Regions from separate parts of the Oryctolagus cuniculus genome. Here region 1 is linked to region 2. The links are chromatin contacts, called in public Micro-C maps. All regions are on one chromosome and are shown on one strand. Each heading gives the region's core, a stretch centred on a gene start, on an enhancer-like site or on the middle of the called end of the contact. The rest is flanking DNA. Distances are from core to core; before and after follow the strand shown.

Region 1 (5,621 bases), core at 1,016-3,515, 190 kb after region 2:
CAATTTAAATCACACTAAATTCCAGAAATGTGTCCTATTTAAGTAGCATGGGTCATATAAAGCATTGTATAGTGTCAAATCTGCACCAAGGATATAAAATCACAGGTAATGGCACCACAGCAAAAAATATGGAAGGCTCTAGTCCTTTATTGTCAGCAATGTTAATTCTAAGTGTCTCAGAAATCAAAATTCATCTCAGACCCTCTATCATTCACTCCCCTTGCACCATGTTTTTGAACTATTGGAAACAGGCTAATTGAAATCAAGAAAGTATTTTAACTATAAAAGTTCAATGTCTTTACATTATACTTAATATTTTAGGGAAGAAGAGGTAGAAGACTTAAGATGGGTAGTTTATTATCACAGAGATTTTGGAATTCGAAATCAAAAGCTAGGAGGAATTTCTCATTTCTTCAGTGTTATTTGTTGCTGTTATTGAAACACATCATGCTACCTTATATTTAAAGTCTCTCTAGGCCACAGCATTCTATTTCCATGTATCTTAAACTTGCAACGGCTTATTCAGATAGAGAAATTAGTTGGCAGTAGTAGGCCAGATGGCAACCAGTTGTTTACTACCCGTGCAAGTTAGGCAAGTTACTGAACCTCTCCGAGGCTGCTTCCTTAGACATAAAAGGGGGTTAGTAACACCTACCTGGCAAAGCTATGGAAAGGACTGAAGGGAGTTAGTCAAATGAACAGCGAACTACTTGACATACATACAAGTGTTTCATAACATAGGCAGTTATTACCTTGCTCTGGCTCTTGCATGCTTTTGGTGAGACCAGTGCAATGTTAGAAGCAACTGTGCCAAAACTGAGGTAAAGGAGACAGGAATGTAGTAAAGCAATGGGACAGGTTTGACATTTCAGTATGCGTGTGAGAAATTAATTTCATTTTCTCTTTACAAAAGAGAATGCTGCTGCTACTGTGACTGTGTTATTAGCTTAAACAGCAGATTGTTTACAACCATGTTGTGAAATTTACATCTGTTCCTGGATGTAACTGACTTAGCACAATGCGGATGACGTCTGTAGAAAGCTAAGCTCCCTGGTACTGACACGTCCTTGATTGCAGCATTCCCAGAGCTAGTCAGTCTATAGTTCCCCTTCAAGTGTATCAAGCATGCCACTGCGGCTCCGGACACCACGTCAATCTTCCCCCCACCCCTCTCCTTACTCCCCAGCTGAGTTTGCACAACGAGAACCCCAAACTCTGGGTCTCTTGGCCCTGGCAAAGTTTGGACGCCAACTGGCGATGTGCATTTCCGCCCCTCCCTCCCCCGGGGGCTGCCAAGCCCAGGGACAGTCCTTTCAGGAAGACAGAGGGCTGGAGGGAACTGCCTTGGCAGAGTTCTCTGGGTTGAGGGGCTGGAAGAGGAAACTCCCTTCTCGGATTCGGCAGGGAGGGCCAGAGGCGAAAGGAAAGCGTGGGGGTGGCGCCCCAATGGTCTGCGGCGCTCGTACCCGCCGCGCTCGCCAGGCGCCGCCGGCCCCGGGAGGGGCTCACCCGGGCGGCCAGGGCAGCGCCTCGACCCGAGGTGAACTCAAGGTGTCCTCCAGGGGCGGGAGGGAGGTTCAGGCCCCGTCCCCACCCCGTCTCGCTGCCCCAGAGCGGCGGTTGGAGAGGAGCGAGGAGGAAAACGCCCAGCGGGACCGTAGGGGCACCAGGCCGCGCCCATCGCCCGAGCCTCGGCCGCAGCAATGCCGCCGGGCGGCCGCCGCCTCCTCGGGCTGGGCGCTCGGGGGCCCCTCCCAGGTCCCCCCTCGGACGCCGCCACCCTTTCCCACCCCCCACCCCCCCCAGCCCCCAACCACTGTGGTACCTGCACGGCCCGACTGAGGAAGGTGCCTGCGTCGGCCGCCAGCTTCTTCACGTTGAAGTCCATGATGTTCATCCCGGGAGGCAGCCGGGCGGAGCCGCCGGCTGACCTAGCGGGGAGGCGGTGGCGCCGAGGCCGGGCTGGGGCGCCGGGCGAGAGCGGCGGGGGCAGACGTGGTAGGTGGAGGGAGGTGGCGCCAGCGCCGCCGCCGCCGCAGCTGTCGTTTCCGCGAAGGGGGAGGCGGAGGGTGGGGCGAGGATCGAGTACCAGCGCTTCAGAACAGGCTGCGCTCCCGGGCTGCGGCGGCGGCGGCCGGGAAGTAGAGCGCGTCCAGCCGGGAGTGGGGCCGCCAACGTCCGCGCAGGTCGCGGGGGCCGAGCTGCAGGCCGACGGGCGTCCCTGCCTTGTGGGGCCGGGCCCCCGTCGGAGGAAGCGAGCGAAGCGCCGGCCGCGGGGCGGAGCCTTTCCCGAAGTTATCGCGGGAACAGCGACCCCTTGAGGCTCGCGGCGGCTCCGCCGCGGGGCGTGCCGGGAGCTCCTCCCGCTTTGGGCCTGCCAGGCTGGAGGGACTGCTGTGGAGGGGGTCCCAGCGCTCTGCGCGTTTGCCTTCAACATCAAAGAACCGGGAGCGCAGACAACCAAGATTCCTCTTTTTTTTTTTTTTCCACCTCCTGAACGAGAAAACATGTAATTACAGAATAGAATTGCAATATCTATGAAATTAGAACAGGCTTCGGTCATCTTGTAGCAGCTGGGTGTGCCGCTGGTCCGCGAGGCTTGGATGGCACTCAGCTCACCTCTTCATAATAGAGTTCAATTTAATGTCCCCATGGGGACTGTAGCCGATTCATTCAGCATTATTGAGTACCTACTGTGCACCAGGCTCTGAGTCAGGTGCTGAAGACACCACACTGAAGAAGGCACTGTCAAGCGCTCAGTCCGGTTACTTGACTTTTGAAAACCTCCCCACTCCCAGCAGAAGCCCTGTGACTCTTTTTTTTCTTTTTGGACAGGCAGAGTTAGTGAGAGAGAGAGACAGAGAGAAAGGTCTTCCTTTGTTGGTTCACTCCTCAAATGGCCGCTATGGCCAGCGCTGTGCCGATTCCAAGCCAGGAGCCAGGTGCTTCTTCCTAGTCTCCTGCACTCCATGTGGGCACAGGAGCCTAAGCACTTGGGCCATCCTCCACTGCACTCCCGGGCCACAGCAGAGAGCTGGACTGAAAGAGGAGCACTGGGACTAGAACCGGGCCCAGGGTGCCCGCGCCGCAGGCAGAGGATTAGCCAAGTGAGCCATGGCGCCAGCCTGCTTCAGGGACTTTAGGTCTCTCTTGAGGCACTTGCTGAATTACAGAGCCACACAGGTGCACACTGTGTGCCAAGCACACAAAGCACATGCTGGGGACACAAAGGGCCTGGTGAAAGCGGCAAAGAAATGTAAAATGGTGAGTGACTTAGGGTAGTCTTAATAACAATGCAGCCTGACTAGTGTTAACCATTAAGTAAGATTGTGAAGTTCACAATCCTTGCATCCCCAGTAACTTCCTAAGCAGTTATAGCCTATGTTAACAGCCTGTGCTAGAACAAAGTAAGACAGATACAAACATGGAAGGAGATGCATTGCTGTATCTCAAGAATAAGAAAACCCTCGCTGGTTTTTGTGGGGTGATGCCCTTTGGATTTAATGTGGCTGGGAAAATGTAGGCCCAGTAAGCAGTGAAGTGAGCTGGCATTCAGGCTTCAGAATTTTACTGAAACAGCGGTTATAGAAGCAGTTGCTGCTCATAAAGGTTGAAAGATGAGTGCAGGCCGGCGCCACGGCTCACTAGGCTAATCCTCCACCTTGCGGCGCCGGCACACCGGGTTCTAGTCCCGGTTGGGGCGCCGGATTCTGTCCCGGTTGCCCCTCTTCCAGGCCAGCTCTCTGCTGTGGCCCGGGAGTGCAGTGGAGGATGGCCCAAGTGCTTGGGCCCTGCACCCCATGGGAGACCAGGATAAGTACCTGGCTCCTGCCATCGGATCAGCGCGGTGCGCTGGCTGCAGTGCACCAGCCGCGGCAGCCATTGGAGGGTGAACCAGCGGCAAAGGAAGACCTTTCTCTCTGTCTCCCTCACTGTCCACTTGCCTGTCAAAAAAAAAAAAAAAAAAAAAAAGATGAGTGCAGTGAAAACGTTGTAAGGACAAACAGATAACATCTAAATAGATGTATTATTTGTTGTGGTGACAGAAACAGCCACCTTTTAACATACTTACAATACAATAGAATCTCCCAGACTTGAAATACTCCTTCTTTCAACTCAACATATTTTCTCCAGAAATGTGGAAAAGGAAATATATAATCCGAAGTCCCGTTTTTCATTTATTGTCTATTTTTCATCTTTATGTGGAAAAATACCTTCTCATCAAATCTCTGTCTTCAGGTATATCTGCCATAACTTACACCCCTCTCTATAAAAGGATCTCATCACCAAGTCTTCCATTAGGGGAAAGAACCCTGGATCCACTTCTTCAAGTGTTTAGATATTCTCAGACTTGTAAAAGACTTTGCTTTTTCCTTTTGCGTCCTTTATAAGCTATAATACTTTTTGCTACTCTCAAGATGCCTGTCTTATTCTCATATACCATCATTCCTAACTTTTAATTTCTCAGTATAGAGAAGATATACATCAACAAATGATTTGGCAGGATTTCCTTCAACCAAATTTGCTTCTTTTCTTTTCTTAAAATATTTACTTATTTATTTGAAAGGCAGAGTTACAGAGGGAGGAAGAGACAGAGAGGGAGATCTTACATCTCCTGGTTCACTCCCCAAGTGGCCACAATGGCTGGGGCTGGGCCAGGATGAAGCCAGGAACCTGGAACTCCATCCAGGTCTCCCATGTGGGTGGCAGGGACCCAAGTAATTGGGCCATCTTCCACTGCTTTCCCAGGTGCATTAGCAAGGAGCTAGATTGAAACTGGAGAAGTGGGGACTCCAACTGACGCTCCTATGGAATGACGGCACTGCAGGTAGCAGCTTAACCTGCCGTGCCTCAACACTAGTCCAGATTTGTTTATTTCTGTCTCAGATCTCTCACACTCCTTCCCCCATCATTGCCAAATATTTCAGAGGAAGAGGTGCCTCAGGTGTTGTCATCTGACTACAGCCGCTGATGTTTTAATCTTGGCTGCATATTGGCATCATCTGGAGAATTAAAACAACTACTGAGGGCCAGCGCCATGGCTCACTTGGTTAATCCTCCGCCTGCAGCACCAGTGTCCCATATGGGTGCCCAGTTCTAGTCCCGGTTGCTCCTCTTCCAGTCCAGCTCTCTATTGTGGCCTGGGAAGGCAGTGGAGGACGGCCCAAGTGCTTGGGTCTTTGCACCTGTGTGGGAGACCAGGAGGAAGCACCTGGCTCCTGGCTTCGGGGATCGGTGCAGCGCCGGCCGTAGCGGCCATCAGTCTATAACTCTACCTGTCAAATAAAAAACAAAACAAAACAAAACAAACAGCTACTGATACCCAGATCCTACCCCTCGAGTGTAGACTGGGCATTGGAATGTTTAAAAGTTCCCCCAGGTGATTACAATGTGTGGTCAACTTTGAGAAGGATCTTATTCTACCAGTCTCTACCCTTTGCTTGCAGACAGATTCCATTTCTCTTACCAGATATGAATCTCTCAATCTCTCAAGGATAGTGATCTTTTCCTTTTTATATTTTTATAGTTTATATTTCTGGCAAGACAGTGGATTCTTAAACAATTGTTAAATGAAAAAGTAGTCAAATCAAGATATATACAGTTCTAGGCTCTCATGACAA
Region 2 (6,081 bases), core at 2,258-4,757:
ATTGAATTTCCTTAGAATGATATTCATTCTTAGCAATAAAGGCAATTAAACATTGATATTACAATTTAAAAATTCTATTCAAATAGCTAAATCTTAGTGTAATGTCAATATGAAGTCTCAAGCAGCTGGGTGTAATTAAAGGAGCACTTGACTTGGAATCAAACATACCTGGATTCCAATGCTGGCTCTGCCAATAGTGATGTGGTCTTAGACAAGTTCTATAACCACTGAGCCTGTTCCTGCAACTGCAAAAATAGCTTTCTATAGTGTTCTAGAAAGATAAATAGGTGCATCATAGATGAAAAACACCTAGGATAGAGTCTGATTGTCAAAATAAGCCACCTGCGTTTCTTTCCTAAGAGGTCAGACTACCAACTGGCAATCTCTCTCTTATCATTCCTTGCCTTTTCCAAGACTTTAAAAAGAAAATCAAATGACTGCTAATAGAAACAAAGTTATACATTTTTACTTGCCATGCTTTTGCATTTCCAGATGAAAATACTTCCAGTTTCATACTTGAGGTATTAATTTCCTTGAATTAGTTTTGAGATTCATTTTAACATATATTTATTATTTCTAATGGAATTATTTATTCTAATGCACTCTATTTCTGATGGAATTTCCTTGTTTGCAAAAAATTTACAAGAAAGCATAGTATGTTCTACCTGTGGCTTTCTACAGCTTAAAATAACTGTAAAAAAAAAAAAAAGCTCAGGTTGTATCTATGGAAACCCCTTCAAGTGTTACAGAAAAAAACTTAGATGATTAAAATAAAAAATGTAAACAATGCTAACCCCACCATGATGTTCTGGAGAAATTAACCCCAGAGAATTCCAAATAGCAATACAATAAACAACAGGTACAAATTTTAATACAACTTCCAACTTCCTCTATGAGGAATCATTTTTTTCTGTAAAGCTGGATCATTAATGTGACCAGAACATGATTCTGAATGCTGATGAATGGATTCAAATGAAAAGAAAAAGTATACTGGACAACCTTTACTATTTAAGTGAACATTTTCCCATCTTACAAGGCACAGTAACAAAATTAGAGTAAATAAACTGTATATCTTTTCAAATTTTTGCCCCAGCATTAGTAAGGATTAGTATCTCTTTTGATCTTCCCTCAAACATAGCTGCACTTCAATCATATTTATTAGATACTCTTTGATACACTGCTCTTCAAAATTTCAAGACAATTGCAAAGTCTCTGGAAACAGCTAGCTATAGCTACTGCGTACAAAACTGCAATTATTCCCTAAAAATTAAACAGCACAGCAGCACTTAGTTGTTTCCCAAAGTTACTCTTTAGTCTAAATAATATCGCTGAAGGGATTTGTTTGCTTGTTTCTCAAAACGTATCTAGAAGGGTGCCGAGGTGCAAGTGCATGCAATCCCTTACCTTGCACTGTCTTTCCAGATTCAAATGACAGCCTCTTGAGCTGATTTAAGTGCCATGTGCATTTTTAACTCAAAATTGGTCACTGTCATTCTCTGACTATTCGCTCTCCACACCGAGCCCTTCCAAATGCCAGTTCCATACTAAATCGAAAGAATCTATTATCTATGCTTTTTTCTGTCCTTTCACAACTTCACACGTCAACTTTTTGCACTTCAGACTCCTTCGCCCATTAAAGCACTGTTAACTCTTCAAGGTACTTAAATGTTTACCGTGTAACCTTACTTTCCAATAGTAAACCTCACTACACAGTTCCCCTTCGGCATTCCCTCTTCTAAATTCACATCAACGCTGCCGCGAAGCAACATACGTGCACATCCCTGTTCTGGAGCCCACATGAACCAGTTCGGCGCCACTAAAACAGATCGCAGTCCCCGGACCCTCGTTCAGAACTGCCCTGAAGCTCTTCCCTCGCTAGCCTGCCCTACCTGGCCAGCCTACCTCGACCGCCTGTGGGGCGGTCCCTCGCTCCCCCGGGACCGGAGTGCAACTCACGGCAGCTTGTTTCCCTGACTGCCCCCTCCCCATCATTACCGGCGCCTCCTTCCATTGCTGCGCACCAATATTCCTGCACGACCACCGGTCCTCCCCCATCCTCCAAAAGAAGCTGTGCCCGAGTTCCCATACACGAAACTGGAATACCCCTCTCCGACACTGCCGAGGCGCTCTGCCCGAGCAAGGCTGAGCGTGGCCACCTCTTCCCTCTGAGTTGGGGCTTCTCTCGCCCTCTCTCCGGAATGCCTACTCGGGGGCAGCCCTGGGGCTCCGCGAAGCCCAGCCCTGCAACCTCTGCCCCGTGACCTCGCGAGTCCAGCACGCCACTCAAGCTCAAGTCACCCCATTCTAGGAGCTTGTGTTCTCTTGGAAACCTCTCCCAGCCCGCGAACCAGACCCCGGGCTGCACGAACGCCCACTTGCTCGGGCTGCAGTGCCCCCCGGCCCAGCCCCGTCCACAGCACTCAGCGCGGAGCGGCTCTGCTCCTCACCTAGCTTCGACAGGGACTCCTCCAGCTTCTGGATCTGGTTCTCCAAGAAGAGCATCGCCACCGCGAAGGCCACCACCGCCAGCAGCTGCAACTTGGGCGGCATCATAATCCTGAGGAGCCCCATGAAACCCGCTGCTCGGGATCAAGACATACCGCGGAGGGCGGGGAGCGGGGCCCCAGAGGCGAGGGAAACGCCGGGAGGAGCCCACCGAGCCGGCAGCCAGGCAAGGAGAGCGCGACAGCCAGAGCACCACCGCAGCGACCCCCCTTCTCGCCTCTCCGGTCCCCCCGCCCCCAGGCGCCAGCACTAGCGCCGCCGGTGCCCGCTTCTCGTCAGCCGACTCAACGGCCGCCCCCTCCAAAAGCCCGCGCAGCAAACCCTGCGCGAAGCGGCTGCCGGGCTCTCGCCTCCCTCCACAGCCTCAATCCCCGACCTCCGCGCCCGCCTGCCTGCCCGCCTCCCTCTCTTCCTTCCTTCCCTCCCTCCCTCCTTCGCTCGCGGCCGCGCGCTCCTACACCAGCGCTGCGGCTGCGGCTGCGCCGCCCTCGGCCCCGCCCCCGCCAAGTCCCCGCCCATCCCCCCTCCGCCACCACGCGCACGCATCCACGTACGCTGCTCGGCAACCAGAGGCCCCACCCCGTCCTCCTGCGCGGTTGTGCTTATTGGTCCGAAGAGTCCCTGCTCTTGGCCCTCGGTTCGATTTACGGTTGGCTTCCTCCGCCACAGGGCTCAATCAAGGCCGCATTCGATTGGGTAAACTTGGGGACGGAGGCAGGGCTTAAACTGGAGAAGGCGGGGCCTCCTGGCTGCCTGACGAAATGTCGTGAATGAAAGGATCCCGGGGAAGCACAGAAGTGGGGAGTTTAGAAAAGTGCCTGATTTGGGTAATCCAAAGCACCCGGCGACTGTCTTGATATTTGATCACCTTTAAGTTTTCATATACCCCGAGTTAACACGCGTCCCTTCAGAACAAGAGTTTCGGTGGCAACGGCCTTTAGCGGGCTGTCACGGATCAGGCTGTAGTGTGGACGCCCCAGCTGAGGGGTCCTCTGGGCAGCCCGAGACAGAGCCGAGAGGGTAACGATGGCGACTGGGGCTGGTGGAGGGCTGGGCCCGGCGTTTGGGCTACGGTTGCTGTTGGCCACCGTGCTTCAAGCGGTGAGTGTGGATCTCCTCCGTGGCTGCTCCGGGGCGGGTAGGAAGGATTGCAGAGAAGGAGGAGGAACATTCGAGCCTGTTTGGGATCCACGCTGGAAAAGGACGGAAGATGGGGTTTCCTCAGTGACTGCTGCTGCCGGAATGCGACGTGGCTTAATTCCTTGGTTGATGCTTGCTTGTCCTTCCTCGCTTTGATTTTGCTAGCGGCGTCTTCTGACTTCAGACCGTCTTGGGGGCTTCTCTTAACTCTAGCTGAAACAATCTGAATCACACTGCGGGGAGGGGAAGCAGTAAGGCTTAGGAAGAAGTGAAGACTTTTCAAGCAACAAAAACGCTAGGGAGTATCCTTATGATGGAGCTCCCCTGAGAGGAAAGCCCTCAAGTGTTCGCTCCTGGCTAACGATTTCTGTTGTTTTTTTTTTTTTTTAAACTCTCTCGAGCAGTAATCCCGTTTAAAATCTGGCAGTTTTATTTCGTTTTTTCCTATTACCAAAATAGATGAGTTCTTAATCTTGGAAAGGAGAAGTCCTGATTTTGATTTATTTTCATGCACGAAACAAGTAAATCTTGGTTAACTCCTCATAGTTTGCAATGTATGTTGCTATATGAAGGATAAAATTTTACTGGCGAGAGCTTTTACGTTTGTTAGCTCGTCTTAATTCGTCAAGTGTTCTCCATTAAGCCTGCTGAAAAGTTTTCTCCTGGGAGATCTGGTTTAACTGATGTATCCCAGATGTGGGTGGAGTTAAGGACTGTACATAGGCCTCTATAAACATCTCTGCTTTTCTTTCATCAAGGAATGTGAAACTATCCTGCCTTTTTACTTTTGTTACCCGGCCCCAACTTCTGTAATTAACATTCCAGTCCAGTACTCCATTTTTTAGACTTTTTGATGCTTTAGAAATTACTGGAACACCCCTGCCTGAACTCCTGTTAGGTCATTTGAGTTCATCACTACCACCATGGGAGACAAAAGGAGTAACATTTCAGGTTGCCCTCTCCTAATTTTACTATCTCATAACTTTCACTTGTTTGTGGCTATGTAACCTCCCAAAACTTAGTGACTTAAGTCAGTGGTCATTCTGTCAAGTCCTCTGTTGATTTCATCTGGGCTCCCTTATGCACTGTGCCCTGGAAAGTCCAAAGATACCCCATTCATAGTTCGAGCTGTCAGCTGGGGAGACTTGGATCTCATCCATGTGACCTCTCATCCTACAGTAGGCTAGAACAGCTTCTCTTCGTGGCAGTGCTCCGAAAAGCAAAAGCTGATGGTCAGCACTGTGGCACTGCCGGTTAAGCTGCCACTTGCGATGCTGACACACCCCTTAGAGTCCTAGCTGCTCTGCTTCTGATTCAGCTTCCTGCCCAATGCACCTGGGAGGGTAGCAGAACACGGCCCATGTACTTGGGCCCGTGCCACCCAGATGGGAGACTGGGATGGAGTGCCTGGCTCCTGGCTTCAGTCTGGCCCAGACCTGGTTGTTGCAGCCATTTGGGGAGTAAACCAGCAAATGGAAGGTCAGTCTCTTTCTCTTCTCTTCTCTTCTGCTTTTCAAAAGACGCTTCAAAAAGTTAATGGGAAAATGAAATTAAAAGATGTTTATTTTGATGCAGAGAATTTTGAAACTCATGCATGGCTTTTTCATAATATGCATTTTCCATGAACTTTTTAAAGTACCCTCTTCTATCTCTTCTGCCAAATATTTGTCAAAGCAAATATTTGTCTTTCAAAACAGACCCACCCATATTTCAAGGGTAGGGAAAGTTACTTTGCAAAGAATTGTGTATATCAAAAGAGGAAGAATTTATGGCCATTAACCAGTGTACCCGAGTGACTATGCACAGAATCCAAGCCAGAACTTAGGTGTCATCAGGTGTCATCTGATTCCTTCCTTCCTTTACATATTTCTTGTCCAGGCAGTTACCAAATCTGATTTATTTTGCTTGCTTAATATCTCTCAGATCCCTCATTCAGGCCACCAACATCTCTCTCCTTAGAAACAACAGCCTCCTGATTCATCCTTTGAATTATCTCTGTCTATAGTCAGAATCTAAATGGTTGGCTTTGCCAGCTTCCCGATTGAGCAAGCCAGAAATTTATCATTTAGGTTCTTTTTCCTCCCACTCTCTGAATTCAGTTAGTCATTAAGCCCTTCAAAATCTCCAGGCCAGACCACTTAATTCTGTTTCCATAGATAGTACTTAAATTCAAACCACCATCAGGGCTTACCTGGAATTACCACAACAACTTCCCTTCACTGATTTCCAGTCTCTGCAATGCATCTGGAGTTTTATCTTGTTTTGTTTTTTAATCTAGTTGAAGGGCAGAGAGACAGATACAGAGGCCCTCCATCCTCTGGTTCACTCTATAAATGCCCACAACAGCCAGGGTGAGGCTGAGTCAGGCCAAACCCCAGGAGCCAGAAACTCAATCTGGGTCTCCCACAAGGGTGGCAGGGACTCAAATTATTGAGC

Evidence for each region. Hi-C and Micro-C count contacts between places; a contact is called where the count stands out from the background.
Region 1: a Micro-C map of ear pinna shows a contact between it and region 2, with 5 times the contacts expected there. The contact joins the promoter of SH3GLB1 here to the promoter of SELENOF in region 2. A contact is called at or near these places in 2 of 6 Hi-C or Micro-C datasets (ear pinna and an unstated tissue).

What each region holds. Positions count from the first base shown.
Region 1 is chr7:84,411,598-84,417,218 of mOryCun1.1, forward strand. It overlaps SH3GLB1 (SH3 domain containing GRB2 like, endophilin B1), which reads right to left and starts at 2,266. Exons shown (of 10, transcript XM_051857528.2): 1 at 1,826-2,266. The coding sequence starts at 1,897.
Region 2 is chr7:84,223,239-84,229,319 of mOryCun1.1, forward strand. It overlaps SELENOF (selenoprotein F), which reads left to right and starts at 3,508. Exons shown (of 5, transcript NM_001256960.1): 1 at 3,508-3,606. The coding sequence starts at 3,532. It overlaps HS2ST1 (heparan sulfate 2-O-sulfotransferase 1), which reads right to left and starts at 2,992. Exons shown (of 7, transcript XM_002715521.5): 1 at 2,448-2,992. The coding sequence starts at 2,571.